Regions from separate parts of the Mus musculus genome. Here all the other regions are linked to region 1. Evidence: chromatin contacts called from public HiChIP or PLAC-seq and promoter capture Hi-C data. All regions are on one chromosome and are shown on one strand. The core of a region is the stretch at or near the end of the contact, and the rest is flanking DNA. Distances in the headings are between cores, read along the strand shown.

The links. Promoter capture Hi-C pulls out the DNA fragments that hold promoters and counts their contacts. HiChIP or PLAC-seq counts read pairs in DNA pulled down with a chosen protein or histone mark.
Region 2: an H3K4me3 HiChIP or PLAC-seq map of embryonic stem cells shows a contact between it and region 1, with 4 times the contacts expected there. The contact joins the promoter of Rab9b here to the promoter of Esx1 in region 1. A contact is called at or near these places in 10 of 39 promoter capture datasets (the 3T3-L1 cell line, cranial neural crest, embryonic stem cells and 4 more) and 1 of 115 datasets of contacts at active chromatin or transcription factors (embryonic stem cells).
Region 3: a promoter capture Hi-C map of embryonic stem cells shows a contact between it and region 1, with 6 read pairs. The contact joins the promoter of Tmsb15b2 here to the promoter of Esx1 in region 1. A contact is called at or near these places in 8 of 39 promoter capture datasets (the 3T3-L1 cell line, the HPC-7 cell line, embryonic stem cells and 2 more), 1 of 15 datasets of contacts at CTCF or cohesin (embryonic stem cells), 2 of 484 Hi-C or Micro-C datasets (embryonic stem cells and reprogramming fibroblasts), 2 of 115 datasets of contacts at active chromatin or transcription factors (embryonic stem cells and stem cell-derived neural progenitor cells) and 1 of 9 other capture datasets (liver).
Region 4: a promoter capture Hi-C map of embryonic stem cells shows a contact between it and region 1, with 9 read pairs. The contact joins the promoter of Tmsb15l here to the promoter of Esx1 in region 1. A contact is called at or near these places in 5 of 39 promoter capture datasets (the 3T3-L1 cell line, 3T3-L1-derived adipocytes, embryonic stem cells and 2 more), 1 of 15 datasets of contacts at CTCF or cohesin (embryonic stem cells), 9 of 484 Hi-C or Micro-C datasets (the G1E-ER4 cell line, embryonic stem cells and myocytes), 6 of 115 datasets of contacts at active chromatin or transcription factors (embryonic stem cells and large pre-B cells) and 3 of 9 other capture datasets (adipose tissue, embryonic stem cells and pancreatic islet).

What each region holds. Positions count from the first base shown.
Region 1 is chrX:137,118,477-137,121,966 of GRCm38.p6, reverse strand. Esx1 (extraembryonic, spermatogenesis, homeobox 1) reads left to right here and starts at 1,641. Exons shown (of 5, transcript NM_007957.2): 1 at 1,641-2,023; 2 at 2,271-2,396; 3 at 3,165-3,490. The coding sequence starts at 1,939.
Region 2 is chrX:136,866,834-136,870,323 of GRCm38.p6, reverse strand. Rab9b (RAB9B, member RAS oncogene family) reads left to right here and starts at 1,768. Exons shown (of 3, transcript NM_176971.3): 1 at 1,768-1,931.
Region 3 is chrX:136,956,300-136,959,789 of GRCm38.p6, reverse strand. It overlaps Tmsb15b2 (thymosin beta 15b2), which reads left to right and starts at 1,811. Exons shown (of 3, transcript NM_001080967.4): 1 at 1,811-1,891; 2 at 2,951-3,055. The coding sequence starts at 2,956. Tmsb15l (thymosin beta 15b like) reads left to right here. Exons shown (of 4, transcript NM_207267.4): 3 at 2,951-3,055.
Region 4 is chrX:136,975,179-136,978,668 of GRCm38.p6, reverse strand. It overlaps Tmsb15l (thymosin beta 15b like), which reads left to right and starts at 1,795. Exons shown (of 4, transcript NM_207267.4): 1 at 1,795-1,910; 2 at 3,167-3,271. The coding sequence starts at 3,172. It overlaps Tmsb15b1 (thymosin beta 15b1), which reads left to right and starts at 1,795. Exons shown (of 3, transcript NM_001081983.1): 1 at 1,795-1,910; 2 at 3,167-3,271. The coding sequence starts at 3,172.

The sequences.
Region 1 (3,490 bases), core at 392-2,891:
CTCTTGTTCCAAGCAATCCAGGTAAGCAATCCAGTCTGGTGCGAAGGGACGTGGCCTAGTCTCGCGAGAAGCAGATTCAGAGCCGTAAGACCTCATCCAATGGTCTTTTCCTTCAATTAACGCCCGCAACACACACACACACACACACACACACACACACACACACACACACACACACACGCACGCACGCACACACACACATGCACACACACGCACACACACACACACACGCACACACACATACACCACTGCCTGGAACATCCTTCGAATTAAGACACAAGTAATAAAGGAAAAAGTGCACGGACTTCGTAGTGAAACTGCCAAGTTGCCTGGCCTCCTGCGAAAAGGCCCACCACTGTGAGTCCGGGACAGCCAGGGCTGGTGCCATTGGGAAAACCCTGTCTCGAACACGTACCCCGTGCCCCTACTACCCCCCCCCCGTAACAAAAGTGAAAATGCCAACCAAAGGCCTGTAAAGGCAAAAATGTAGAACAAATCGTGCAGTGCCAAACACAAGGACCACAAAAAACAAGGATGTCAACACTTGAGAACATCTTTTGGAAAATTATACAGCCGTTTTAAATTTGACTCGCCATTTTCTAGACGGGGGGGGGGGGGGAGATAGTCCCAGGAAAAGGAAGGGGGAGGGGCGTGAATGTGGAGGTAGAGCGTTCTCCCGCCTTTTGAGCTTAGATACCCCAGAATTAGGCGGGCTTTTGGTTCAAGGCAGAGCAAGTTTCTACGATGCATTTTGTACTAAGAGCGAGCTATCTAACTCCGCAAAGGCACCAAACTCAAGTAACTTAGGCATTTTTGGGTCTCTTAAGCTTTTGGCAGAGTCCTTTATAGTAAGCCGGTTCGTTCCCAAAAATTACAACGCTCTAGAAGTATTTGAAGAGGCATAAAGGGTTTCTTGCAAGGTGTCCGTCCTACTTGCGCCTGTGTCACCCCAAAGACGCTGCTGAGTTTGTTGGCAAAGCCAACTCACTACGTTCTGGGAAAGCTTTGGGAACCAACTCAAAGCTCGAAAAGCTGGCCTTGTTGGCTTCCAGCACTTGGGAGGCAGCGGCAAGCAAGAGTATCTCTAAGTTCGAGGCCAGCACACTCTACGGTGTGTGTTCTAGGACAGCTAGGGATGCACAGAGAAACTTTGCCTCGAAAAGCCACAAAAAAAAAAGCCCAAAAAGCCAAAACAAAACCCCCAAAAAACTACAAAACCCAGCTTCCTGCCTACCTAAACATATTAGGGCTCTAATTCAGACTCTAGGTGCAAGAGTACAAAAACAACAAACAAAGCTCTAGTCATAAGTCACCGAGTCCTTGGTCGAGTCCAGTGTCCAAAGGGTGGCGGGAGGGGGAACCCATTTTGTTAGACTGTGCGTTCCCAACCCGTAAGTCCACGTAAATTTTTTCCTTGGGGGACGTAAAATGACATGCTTCGGAACATAATATTTAAGGGTGTGCGAGCTGGTGCGAACTCGGAGCTGCTAAATTATGATTCACAGTCTTGTGCAGCCCCTTAGTGCTCTGGGACGCCTAGGTAGAGTTGAAAAGTCAGTTAACAGCACGTGGAAGCGGGTCTCCGCGCGCGCGTGCGCGCGCGCGGGCGCGTAGGGAGCTCAAAGTCCGACCGGCACTTTAACAAACACACTCCCTGTCACCAGAGCACCCCCTACAATGTAGTCCCACCCTACAGTGTAGTCCCACCCATTCCGAATGGAAACACTCCTATTTCTAATGGGGGCTTGAGCGGAGGCACACTACGTAAAATCTGATCCCTAAGAGGCACAAGGGCTGACCACCCTATAAAAGGGGCGTGACTCCTCAACGAGCGCCACTCGGGTACGGGAGAAGCAGCTGGTACCACCTCTGGCCAGGACCTCGGAAGCCAAGAAGTCCGCAGAAGCTGGTGACTTAACAACCCACCGCGCTCCGGTCATGGAATCTCACAAAAAGTGCCCCTGCTGCTACTGCACTGACTTGAAGACCTTTGTTGGAGCAGTGAAGGAGGAAACACTTCAGGGTCAGTCGGTGCCGCCTCGACGCGTTTAGATTCGAGAAGAACTCGGGAGGACAACTTTTTTTTTTCTGTGCGCGCGCACGTATGCGCGCGCACAGAAGGTGACGAAGTGCGGTCAGCTTCTCGGACCTTCGCAGTCTCCGCCGCTCCTTTAGAGTGGCGCCTCGCTCTTCCCACTCTTCCCAGCCCTACCTAGGCTCCAAACCGCTTTTCTTTTTTTTTTTTCTTTTTTCTTTTCCCCCTTCTCCAGATCCACAGCCTAGCTTGAGCTCAACGCTTTTGGAGGGAGCAGACTACCAGGAAAACGCGGAATCTGAAACAACTTTCTACTCCGACTTTGGAGCCAGCCCGAAGGAGGAAGAAGTGGAGATGGAGAGTCAGTATCTGGACAGGGATAGGTTCTTAACGGGCAATTTAATTTGGGCTCGGCCTGATGTTCCCGGGTTGCGCGTGGGGGAAGCAGGGCGGCGGGAAGGGAGCCCCGGGGTGGGGGTGGGGGCGGCGGCGGGGAGCGGGACGGCGTGGGGGACGCCGGAGGGGGTAGCGTCCGGCGTGGAGTGGGGGCTGCGGCGGCCGGGAGGGGAACTGTGTGGAGGGGCGGCATGGGGAGGAGAGCCGCGGCGGCGAGAAGGGGGCAGCAGGCGCAGGGGTGGCAGCGCTGTAGCGAGCGGGCGGCAGGTAGAGAGGCGTCGAGGAGCCGGGACGGCAGCGCGGAGACGCGCGACCCGCGGCCTGGGGAGAAGGCAGCAGGTAGAGGGGCGGCGGGGAGCAGGGACGGAAGGCGGCGCGGCGACGCGCGACCCGCGGCGTGGGAAAAAGGCAGAAGGTAGAGGGGCGGCGGGGAGCAGGGACGGAAGGCGGCGCGGAGACGCGCGACCCGCGGCGTGGGAAAAAGGCAGAAGGTAGAGGGGCGGCGCGGAGACGCGCAACCCGCGGCCCGGGGAGAAGGCGGCAGGTAGAGTGGCGGCGGGGAGCCGATGCAGTCAAATGCCACCCTTCTAGAGTGAGGCCCTTACCCTCCCTTTCCCCGCGCGCCTCTTGGGCGCGCACCCCTCTAGATGGAGCCGCTCACCCACTCTTTTCCACAACTCTTTTGGGCACCAACGAGCTGGTCTTGTTTGTTTGTGCTTTTCCCCTTTCCCAGACTCTCTGTTCAACTCCATGTTTCTGGAAGAAGCAAACTACCAGGAACCCGAGGGATTCGAACCCTCAAGAGGAGAAGCAGCAGCGCCGGTTGCAGAAGCACCGCAAGCCTGGAATGGGAATGAAAACCTTGGAGGCGGCTTCCTGGAGTCCAACGCTCAGCTGGGGGAGGCGGATGCCGCCCCTGTGCGGCAGTCCCTGATGCGTCCTCTGATGCAGCCTGTTGCTCAGTCTTCGCCGCAACCCCTGCCCGCAAACCCGCTGCAGGCCCCGCAGCAGCCCGAGGAGCAGGAGGAGGAGGAGGAGGAGCAGCCGGGGGAGGAGCAA
Region 2 (3,490 bases), core at 519-3,018, 250 kb after region 1:
CATGTGAATCGTTGAAGGACGAATCAAGCTGTACAAGGGTCATGCAAAATATTTTCTTTTGTTGAAGTTTAGAACTAGTAAAAGTTACTTTAAGAGATGGTGTATATCTTCTTTTACCTCAAGAGTATTATAGTGTGTCTGTGAGAGAAATGAGGTGGGTTTAAACCATGCAAGGGATTCCACTTGATCCATTTATTTTAAAATATCAACAATTTTTATGACACATAGTTTATTCATTCATATTTGATAAATAAAGTTAGTGCATAATATGCATCTAGATTTGGAGGGGAACTACAGTTGTGAACTTAAACATAGCATCTGAAACCATAGTGCTGTATATATAGTTCAGTAGGGGTAGACACTTGTAACCAAGTACGTATGCATTAAATATATATAATTACATATACATGATTTTGATGAGAAACAAAAGCACAGCAAGCTACAAAAAGTATAGGAGATAAATTGAGTCTTATGGGATTATGGAGAAAGACTCTCCTGCAAAGTGGCATTTAAGTGGAGCCTTGCTGAGACTGGTTATTTTGCCTTGTGAGAAGATAGAGGGAGAGTGGTATAGATGGAAGGATGGTGTGTGTGAGGAACATATGGTGGGAGGGGGCAGTGCCATATACACATGGCTGTTCAGAGAGCAGAGAGGCATGAATGTCGCTGAGAAATAGATAAAGTGCAGGCTAAAGTACTTCAAGAGATTTGCTTTCCTTTAGTTATGAGGGTGGAAAGGTGTGTGTGTGTGTGTGTGTGTGTGTGTGTGTGTGTGTGTGTGTGTGTGCGCGCACGCGCGCGCGCGTGCGCACATGCATGAGCGTGCGTAGGGGTGAGGGGTAATCACAAACTAGATGAGGACACCAGAGGGCCACCAAAGGTCAGGAGGAACTAGTTTGGCGGCTGGCCATAATTGGAATATTGAATTTTACCCTAGTAGCAGTTCCTGGAACCTCCAGTACTGCTGTCTGAGATTCTCTAGAACAGTAATTGCTAAGGAGGCATACAGGGCTATGTGTTTTCTGTGTCTGAGTTACATACCAATCTTTCCTTTTGGAGTATCATGAGAAATTCTTGAGCAATGGGCACCAACAGGGCCTACTAATGTGTTGTGATCCTGTGCTTTCCTGTAGAAGAATGTGGATATATTAAACTCTTGGCGTAAAAACAGAACAAGCAGATACAAAAAAGAAAAAAAAAGAAAGGAAGGAAGGAAGAGAAGAAGGAAGGAAGGAAGAGAAGAAGGAAGGGAGGGAGGGAGGGAGGGAGGGAGGGAGGGAGGGAGGGAGGGAGGAAGGAAGGAAGGAAAAAAGGAAGGAAGGAAGGAAGGAAGGAAGGAAGGAAGGAAGGAAGGAAGGAAGGAAGGAAAAAAGGAAGGAAGGAACGAAGGTTGGTTGGTTCTTTGGTACATGAGGTAAATAGAAGAGTCATTGGGGGAAATGAAGCTATAGCTAGCTCTACCTGAGCCTTTAGGCCCTAGGCAGAAGAGAAGCTAAGCTGCCAGAGCAATTATTCAAAGGGCCATTGTCACTGTGACTTCTAATCAATTGGGAGGGGAAGAAAGACAGGGAGATTCAAGTTGGACAAGGAGCACTAAGGAAGAGCAAGTCAGCCAGGGCACCATCTTTACAAGAGGCAGCAAGAGGCGGCTGCAGTGGGTCCCCTGCGCAGAGAAGGGGGCACTAGGAGGCGGCGCGGGCCCCGCCCCCTCCCCTGGCGGGCGCGGGCTCGAGACGCTGCGCGGCGGCAGCAGCAGCGGGAGCGAGCAGCAGCTGTCAGGCCACCGAGGTCCAAGCTGCACTTGCTGCCCCACTGAGGACGAGGTGGCAGCGCGAGCCGTGACCCGGTCGCCGAGGAGCCAGGCTAGAGGCACGCAGAGCTGACCTGCCTGGCGTCTGTAACCCTGTCCTCTCTCCTCCCCATTGTGTTGGGTAAGGTGTCTGCGAGTGGGCTTTAAGAGGGGGCTAAGGCTGGCAGACCTGGGAGGCCAGGAGGTGGGGGGCCTGTGGGAGGAGGGAGAAAGGACAGTTTAGGTCATCACTGGTGCGACTGGCACCTCAGTAAAGGGGCCTAGAAGCTGCTGAGGTTATAGTCCTGGGTAGGTGATGGTGGAGGGGGGCGTTGCTGAGTAATCTAGAGTGGCTGCCAGACCGGGCAGAGAGGCGCAGGGCTCCGTGGGGAGCGGGTGTGGTTCACTGAGCATGCGCCGCAGAATGGCTTTAGGAGCTGAGGATGAGGTGAGAGGACCTAGGTCTGAGGTAGTTGGGACTATGCGTGATATTTCACTCTTAAGCTCCCAGTATTAAAACAGTGTTCCTGACGTAAAGATGCCAAACATTCCTGGTTTCCTAAAGACATTTTTTAAAAAATTAGTGTCCTGAAAACCTTTACTTTCAGGCAGCCTATTAAGGAAGACGTGGCCTGGGGACAGTGCCAAGTTCTTATCAAGTGTGTCTTTGGGCTTATTGGCTCAGAAATGTTACAAAGAGTGAAATATTAGACATGAATTTCCACATTGAACGCTTCGTTGCATATATGATATAAATGCAAGCATGAAGTTAGAAATAGCATTTTGGTGGCATGACAACTATGGCATCTAGACTTTGGAGCATGGGTGTAGCTGGTAACTGAGCTCTGCGAAGTAAATTGAGTGCGTCACAGGGCTTCCCCGCCGCTGTAAATCCTTCCCAGCATCAGGTTGTATGAGAAGCAACCTACATCTTTTAAATTAGAGGGTCTTGAAGATCAATTATTTCTTGTGTTGATTTTTACATACATTAAAGAAAGCCACACCCATTTCTTTAGTGCAGTATTTCTGAATATTTTTTCAGCATTAGACAGTAAACTAAATAGCCCCAACCAGCATGTCTCCACAAGATGGGCTTTGCTCACAGCTCCAGCAATGTCCTCTCCTCTGTGTAGACTTCCATCAAGGCCACTCTAATCCATTGTCTAGTCCCCCTTTCTTCCCCCATCAAGCCCTGCAGTACACACCCCTGTAAAGACTTACTCCCGAACAATCTGTGCTACTGACTGTGAGCATCATTCCACACCATGGAAACTGAACGGATGCTGCCAATTTGCTCGAGTGTCTTTTTTTTTCCCCTCTCCATAACCACAATAACATGTGTTATTTTAAAAGGTTCAAGCTTTATTTTATTGCCTCTGCTCCCAATCTCAAGCACCCCCCACTAAATACAGTAATTTTAATAAGCCTGTATGGGTGCGAACATAGCTGATTCAAAAGGTTTCAAGTGCACTGAAAGATAAAGAACTAGGAATATTGGTTATATGAATTTCCAATACATCTTATTATTCAAGATAATATTTGAATCAAAGCCAGATATTTAGGAGTAAATATTGTGGTCCAAGGGCTGGAAATGTAGCTTAGTGGTAGAGTATTTGATGCACAGTGCCCAGAGTTTGATTCCCAGTACCGGGGTTTAAAAAAAAAAAGGAAAATAAAAAGAAAAGAAAAGAAAAGAAAAGA
Region 3 (3,490 bases), core at 562-3,061, 160 kb after region 1:
ATGCTGAGCATATTTACATATGTCAGTTGGACATTAGGATCTCTTCTTTTGTTAGTCATTTATTCAAGACATTTGTCAGGTTTCTAGTTGAGTTTTGTCAGTTTTTAAAATTAATTATGGGAGTTATTTGTTCTCACTTCAATCCTTTGTGTGTTCTCTTTACAGTGTCTGTGTGTTTCCTGAGGAGCAATTCTTCTTTGAATAGATAGCCTTAGTTTTTCCTTTCACATTAACTTCTCAAAATATATTTGGAATTGACTTCACGTGAAATGTGAGGATGGGGGCTGGAGGTGAGAGTGCTTTCTTAGCATGTGCAAGGCCCCAGGTTCAACCCTAGCATGTAAACACTATGAGGCGAGATGTTCACTTTCAAATTTTCTAGATAAATATTCGGGTATTCTTATATCATTTGTCGACTAGCCTTTTTCTCCATATTCATTTATAACAAAATACTATCAAATATGGAGCATTTGTATATCCTGAGTCAACTGTCTCACTGTTCTCTATGTCTGGGCTATGTTGCCATTGCTTAATGTTGCATCTTCAAAATAATTCCTGGCTCAGGTGGGGAAAGGATGGAGGGAGAGTGTACTGAGATCGGACGATGGGCTTCTCTGGGATGAGCTAGAGACCTAGGGCGATGGAAACTCCTGGGAATCTATGAGGATGACCTTAGCTAAAACTCCTTGCAATGGGGGATATAGAGCCTGAGCTGCCATCTCCTGGAACCAGGTGAGACTTCCAATGGCGAGACTGGGACACCAACCCAGCCACATAACTTTATACCTATAATTTGTCCTGCCTACAAGATGTGCAGGGGGAAAAGATGGAGCCAGTATATGCCCGGGAGTTGGGCTATCTGCTGGAACATGTGTAACCTCTCAGGGACCTCACCTTTGAAGAAAACTGCCTCTCCCTTTCCAAACAACCGTCAACTGTCAGTACTTCTCAGCTGCCCACGCTGAGATATGGTCTTATTTTAATTTTGATCAGGTTATGTACCTGTAATCACATCTGTTCAAAAAACACTGTAGTAGTCCAGTGCCTCTAGCTCTTAAAAATCGTTCTGCCCCTCTTCTGGGAAAACCCCTAAGCCTTGCGAGGAGGTAACTGCAGTTTCCATCTTCTGTTTCTTGTGCATCAACCAAAGTTCTAAGTGAAAACTAGTGTCTGTAGATTGCCTTGTGCTAATTCTAAAGTAGTTCTTCTCCTGGTCAATGGCACAAAAAGTCTAAACTGTCACATGATTACATAGGCAATGTTCAGGAATGCATGGCCCTGAACCACTGACTCTCACGTCTGCATTACGAGCGGAGCAGAGATTAGACAGAGGTTACTGAGCATCTGTTCAAAACAGCAGCAGCAGCAACAACAACAACAACAACAACAAAAGCAACAACAAGAATGCAGGGTACAACTCATTCAGTTTGGCCCCCGAAGTCCAGATATTAAAATTTAACTGGGTAAGGTATAGCTGTTTAATGTGAGGCTTCTAAATCGGCGGAGGAATGAATGCATTTGTAAGGAAGGAATTGTGGACCCCAGGGCTAAATCTGTGGAAGAGAAGGGGAACTGACCCTTGCCAATCATTATCTCTTAGGCATCATCAAGCCATGCTATAGGTGGGCTGCAGGTAAACAGAACAGAGACAGCCACCCAGAACACTAGACCTGAGGAGGGGGCGTGTCAAGCCGGGATTTGTCCAATCAGAGACGCCTGTGTAGGGATTACATTTAGACCTTCTGTTCAATCATAGAGGGGATGGGCGGGATATAGGGGCGGTACCCGCGGCAGAGTTAATCAGTTGGTCACTGCACCCCTGAGCACAGTCCTGATCCAGAGGTAACTGTGGACATAACTGCTGGCCTGAAGAGAGTCTTGGAACGGGCAGGTGAGAATCTCCCCTGGCATTTGCAAGGCCAAGCACAGTGGCGACTGCTAGTGCTTGCTCTATTGTCTTTGTGTTTTAAGGCGGACCAAGCTGTCTGCTCACCCTCTGTCCAGCGCTGTGGTTACAAAGTTGTGAATCCCAGTTTTTCTGGCTTTCAGCATAAAAGAGGGCCTTCGGGTATCCTTGATTGAATGACATTGTGTTTGGCCATGTGGCAGCTTTGAAGATAACGATTCTCCACTATACTTTGGTCAACAGATTGTGTCCTGCCCCACTGGGGTGATACAGAAGATTTCTGCCTTCTGACCTTTGGGGTCTTTTCCTATTGTTCCTTTCCTGATCCACTTGTGAAATTCAGAAGATACCAGGGATGGCTCCATGTGTACCTTGCTTTCCTACCTAGTAACAGTGAAAACTGTGAAGTAGAACTTAACTCTATTTGGCTTACTTCATTCTGCTGAAGTTCTGAGTCTCAACCTGTTTATCTTTCCCCCTTACATGTTTACTAAGGCTACAAGAAGATATAGTGTGAAACTTGTATTTGCCTTTCATTCATACTCTAATGGTTAATATACCAGCTTTCATCATCCTTTAGAAGTCAGTACAGTGTTGTATGACAGTTTTTCTGTATGATGCTCACCACCATTCCCAAATACCCTAAAAGTAACTGCCTAGAAGGTGAAAATGCTCAGATAGTCCCTCACGTCTTCCCTAGTCAAATCTAGCCCTTATTTGCTCTTCTATTCTTATCTGCTAATTTTTGTCACTTCTATTTTGCCTTTGCTGGGAATTTTAAAGTGAGCCACACCCCCACGTCCCCACTGCTGGTTTCTAGAGTATCTTGCTTTCTCCAGCATCTTTGTCTGCTCTCATTTACTTCCACCAGAAATGAGCTAATGCATTGCAATCAGAGGACTCTAAGACAAACACGACTTTCTAAGATCCGTTGTTTTGGAAAACAGCATGCAAAACATTCACTGATAGTAAATGAATGTTTTTACTGTGACTCTTAATCTGATCATGGTTCTAGTGGGCAACTTTGTTTTGTCTTTCTTTTAGACAAGATGAGCGATAAACCAGACTTGTCAGAAGTTGAAACATTTGACAAAGCAAAGTTGAAGAAAACTAATACTGAAGTAAAAAATACTCTTCCGTCGAAGGAAAGTAAGTCATGGGGTTTCTAGTAGGGAAAGTTGGTGTAGTCAGTCAAGAAACCTATGCTATGTTCTTTTACGTTTTTCACGAGTAAATAATATCTTACCAGACTTAATAGTTTCAAATATCCAGTAGCCGATTCTGTTACTGGGGATATGTAAGTGCTTTCTGCATAACAAACATCAGTAATATAAAGAAACAAAAGCTATTTTCTGTTGAAAATTATGAAACTCACGTTAAAATTAATCTTGAAATAATTGACCAAAAATCAAAACAAACAAACAAAAAAAAAACCAACCAAACAACAACAACCAAAATCCAGGGATATACACTTGTAATTGTGGTGTTTGCTGCCTTGACAAGGTTGAGTGTGATCTTGTCCCCCTAGTGGACTGTGCCAGTGCTTCTGACCTTTTGTAAATGGAGTGACTTCAGATCTCGAAT
Region 4 (3,490 bases), core at 546-3,045, 140 kb after region 1:
TCTTTTGTTAATCATGTATTCAAGACATTTTCAGGTTTCTTGTTGAGTTTTGTCAGTTTTTCCAATTAATTATGGGAGTTATTTGTTCTCACTTCAATCCTTTGTGTGTTCTCTTTACAGTGTCTGTGTGTTTCCTGAAGAGCAATCTTCTTTGAATAGATAGCCTTAGTTTTTTCTTTCACATTTACTTCTCTAAATATATTTGGAATTGACTTCACGTGAAATGTGAGGATGGGGGCTGGAGGTGAGAGTGCATTCTTAGCATGTGCAAGGCCCCAGGTTCAACCCTAGCATGTAAACACTATGAGGCTAGATGTTCACTTTCAAATTTTCTAGATAAATATTCAGGTATCCTTATATCATTTGTTGACAAGCCTTTTTCTCCATATTCATTTATAACAAAATACTATCAAATATGGAGCATTTGTATATCCTGAGTCAACTGTCTCACAGTTCTCTATGTCTATGTCTGGGCTATGTTGCCATTGCTTAATGTTGTCTCTTCAATATAATTCCTGGCTCAGGTGGGGAAAGGATGGAGGGAGAGAGTACTGAGATCGGGCGAGGGGCTTCTCTGGGATGAGCTAGAGACCTAGGGCGATGGAAACTCCTGGGAATCTATGAAGGTGACCTTAGCTAAAACTCCTTGCAATGTGGGATATAGAGCCTGAGCTGCCATCTCCTGGAACCAGGTGAGACTTCCAATGGGGAGACTGGGACACCAACCCAGCCACATACCTTTATACCTATAATTTGTCCTGCCTACAAGATGTGCAGGGGGAAAAGATGGAGCCAGTATATGCCCAGGAGTAGGGCCATCTGCTGGAACATGTGTAACCTCTCAGGGACCTCACCTTTCAAGAAAACTGCATCTCTCTTTCCAAACAACTGTCAACTGTCAGTACTTCTCAGCTAGGGGCAGGACTTCTGGTGCTCCTTACACCCCTGGCCACGCTGAGATATGGTCTTATTTTAATTTTGATCAAGTTATGTACCTGTAATCACATCTGTTCAAAAAACACTGTAGTAGTCCAGTGCCTCTAGCTCTTAAAAATCGTTCAGCCCCTCTTCTGGGAAAACCCCTAAGCCTTGTGAGGAGGTAACTGCAGTTTCCATCTTCTGTTTCTTGTGCATCAACCAAAGTTCTAAGTGAAAACTAGTGTCTGTAGATGGCCTTGTGCTTATTCTAAAGTAGTTCTTCTCCTGGTCAATGGCACAAAAAGTCTAAACTGTCACATGAGTACATAGGCAATGTTCAGGAATGCATGGCCCTGAACCACTGACTCTCACGTCTGCATTACGAGCAGAGCAGAGATTAGACAGAGGTTACTGAGCATCTGTTCAAACAGCAACAACAACAACAACAAAAGCAACAACAACAACTGTAACAACAACAACAAGAACAACAAAAGCAACAACAAGAATGCAGGGTACAACTCATTCAGTTTGGCCCCCGATGTCCAGATATTAAAATTTAACTGGGTAAGGTGTAGCTGTTTAATGTGAGGCTTCTAAATCGGCGGAGGAAAGACTGCATTTGTAAAGAAGGAATTGTGAACCCCAGGGCTAAAGCTGTGGAAGAGAAGGGGAACTGACCCTTGCCAATCATTATCTCTTAGGCATCATCAAGCCATGCTATAGGTGGGCTGCAGGTAAACAGAACAGAGACAGCCACCCAGAACACTAGACCTGAGGAGGGGGCGTGTCAAGCCAAGATGTGTCCAATCAGGGACGCCTGTGTAGGGATTACGTTTAGACCTTCTGTTCAATCATAGAGGGGATGGGCGGGATATAGGGGCGGGACCCGTGGCAGAGTTAATCAGTTGGTCACTGCACTCCTGAGCACAGTCCTGATCCAGAGGTAACTGTGGACATAACTGCTGGCCTGAAGGGAGCCTTGGAACCGGCAGGTGAGTATCTCCCCTGGCATTTGCGGGACCAAGCACAGTGGCGACTGCTAGTGCTTGCTCTATCGTCTTTGTGTTTTCAGGCAGACCAAGCTGTCTGCTCACCCGAGTTTACAGATTTCCCTGTTTCTAGCCGGTGCAGAGCATAGTCCTGGTAGTGGTGGTGGTGGTGGTGATGGTGGTGGTGTCCCCACCCTGGGAGGTTCAGAGGGACCAGCAGCTTCGAGGAGTTAGTGAAGGCTGGAAGTAGGGTTTGGTTGGGTGGGAAAGGGACTTTTAGGGTTGTGGTTCTCGCCCCTCTGTCCCGCCCTGTGGTTACAAAGTTGTGAATCCCAGTTTTTCTGGCTTTCAGCATAAAAGAGGGCCTTCGGGTATCCTTGATTGAATGACATTGTGTTTGGCCATGTGGAAGCTTTGAAGATAACGATTCTCCACTATACTTTGGTTAACAGATTGTGTCCTGCCCCACTGGGGTGATACAGAAGATTTCTGCCTTCTGACCTTTGGGGTCTTTTCCTATTGTTCCTTTCCTGATCCACTTGTGAAATTCAGAAGATGCCAGGGATGGCTCCATGTGTACCTTGCTTTCCTACCTAGTAACAGTGAAAACTGTGAAGTAGAACTTAACTCTCTTTGGCTTACTTGACTCTGCTAAAGTTCTGAGTCTCAACCTGTTTATCTTCCCCCCCCCCCCTTACATGTTTATTAAGGCTACAAGAAGATATTGTGTGAGACTTGTATTCGCCTTTCATTCCTACTCTAATGGTTAATATACCAGCTTTCATCATCCTTTAGAAGTCAGTACAGTGTTGTTTGACATTTTTTCTGCATGATGCTCACCACCATTCCCAAATACCCTAAAAGTAACTGCCTAGAAGGTGAAAATGCTCAGATAGTCCCTCACGTCTTCCCTAGTCAAATCTAGCCCTTATTTGCTCTTCTATTCTTATCTGCTAATTTTTGTCATTTCTATTTTGCCTTTGCTGGGAATTTTAAAGTGAGCCACACCCCCACGTCTCCACAGCCAGTTTCTAGAGTATCTTGCTTTCTTGAACATCTTTGTCTGCTGTCATTTACTTTCACCAGAAATGAGCTAATGCATTGCAATCAGAAGACTCTAAGACAAACATGACTTTCTAAGATCCGTTGTTTTGGAAAACAGCATGCAAAACATTCACTGATAGTAAATGAATGTTTTTACTGTGACTCTTAATCTGATCATGGTTCTAGTGGGCAACTTTGTTTTGTCTTTCTTATAGACAAGATGAGCGATAAACCAGACTTGTCAGAAGTTGAAACGTTTGACAAATCAAAGTTGAAGAAAACTAATACTGAAGTAAAAAATACTCTTCCGTCGAATGAAAGTAAGTCATGGGGTTTCTAGTAGGGAAAGTTGCTGTAGTCAGTCAACAAACCTATGTTATGTTCTTTTACAGTTTTCATGAGTAAATAATATCTTACCAGACTTAATAGTTTAAAATATCCAGTAGCTGATTCTGTTACTGGGGATATGTAAGTGCTTCCTGCATAACAAACATCAGTAGTATAAAGAAACAAAAGCTATTTTCTGTTGAAAATTATGA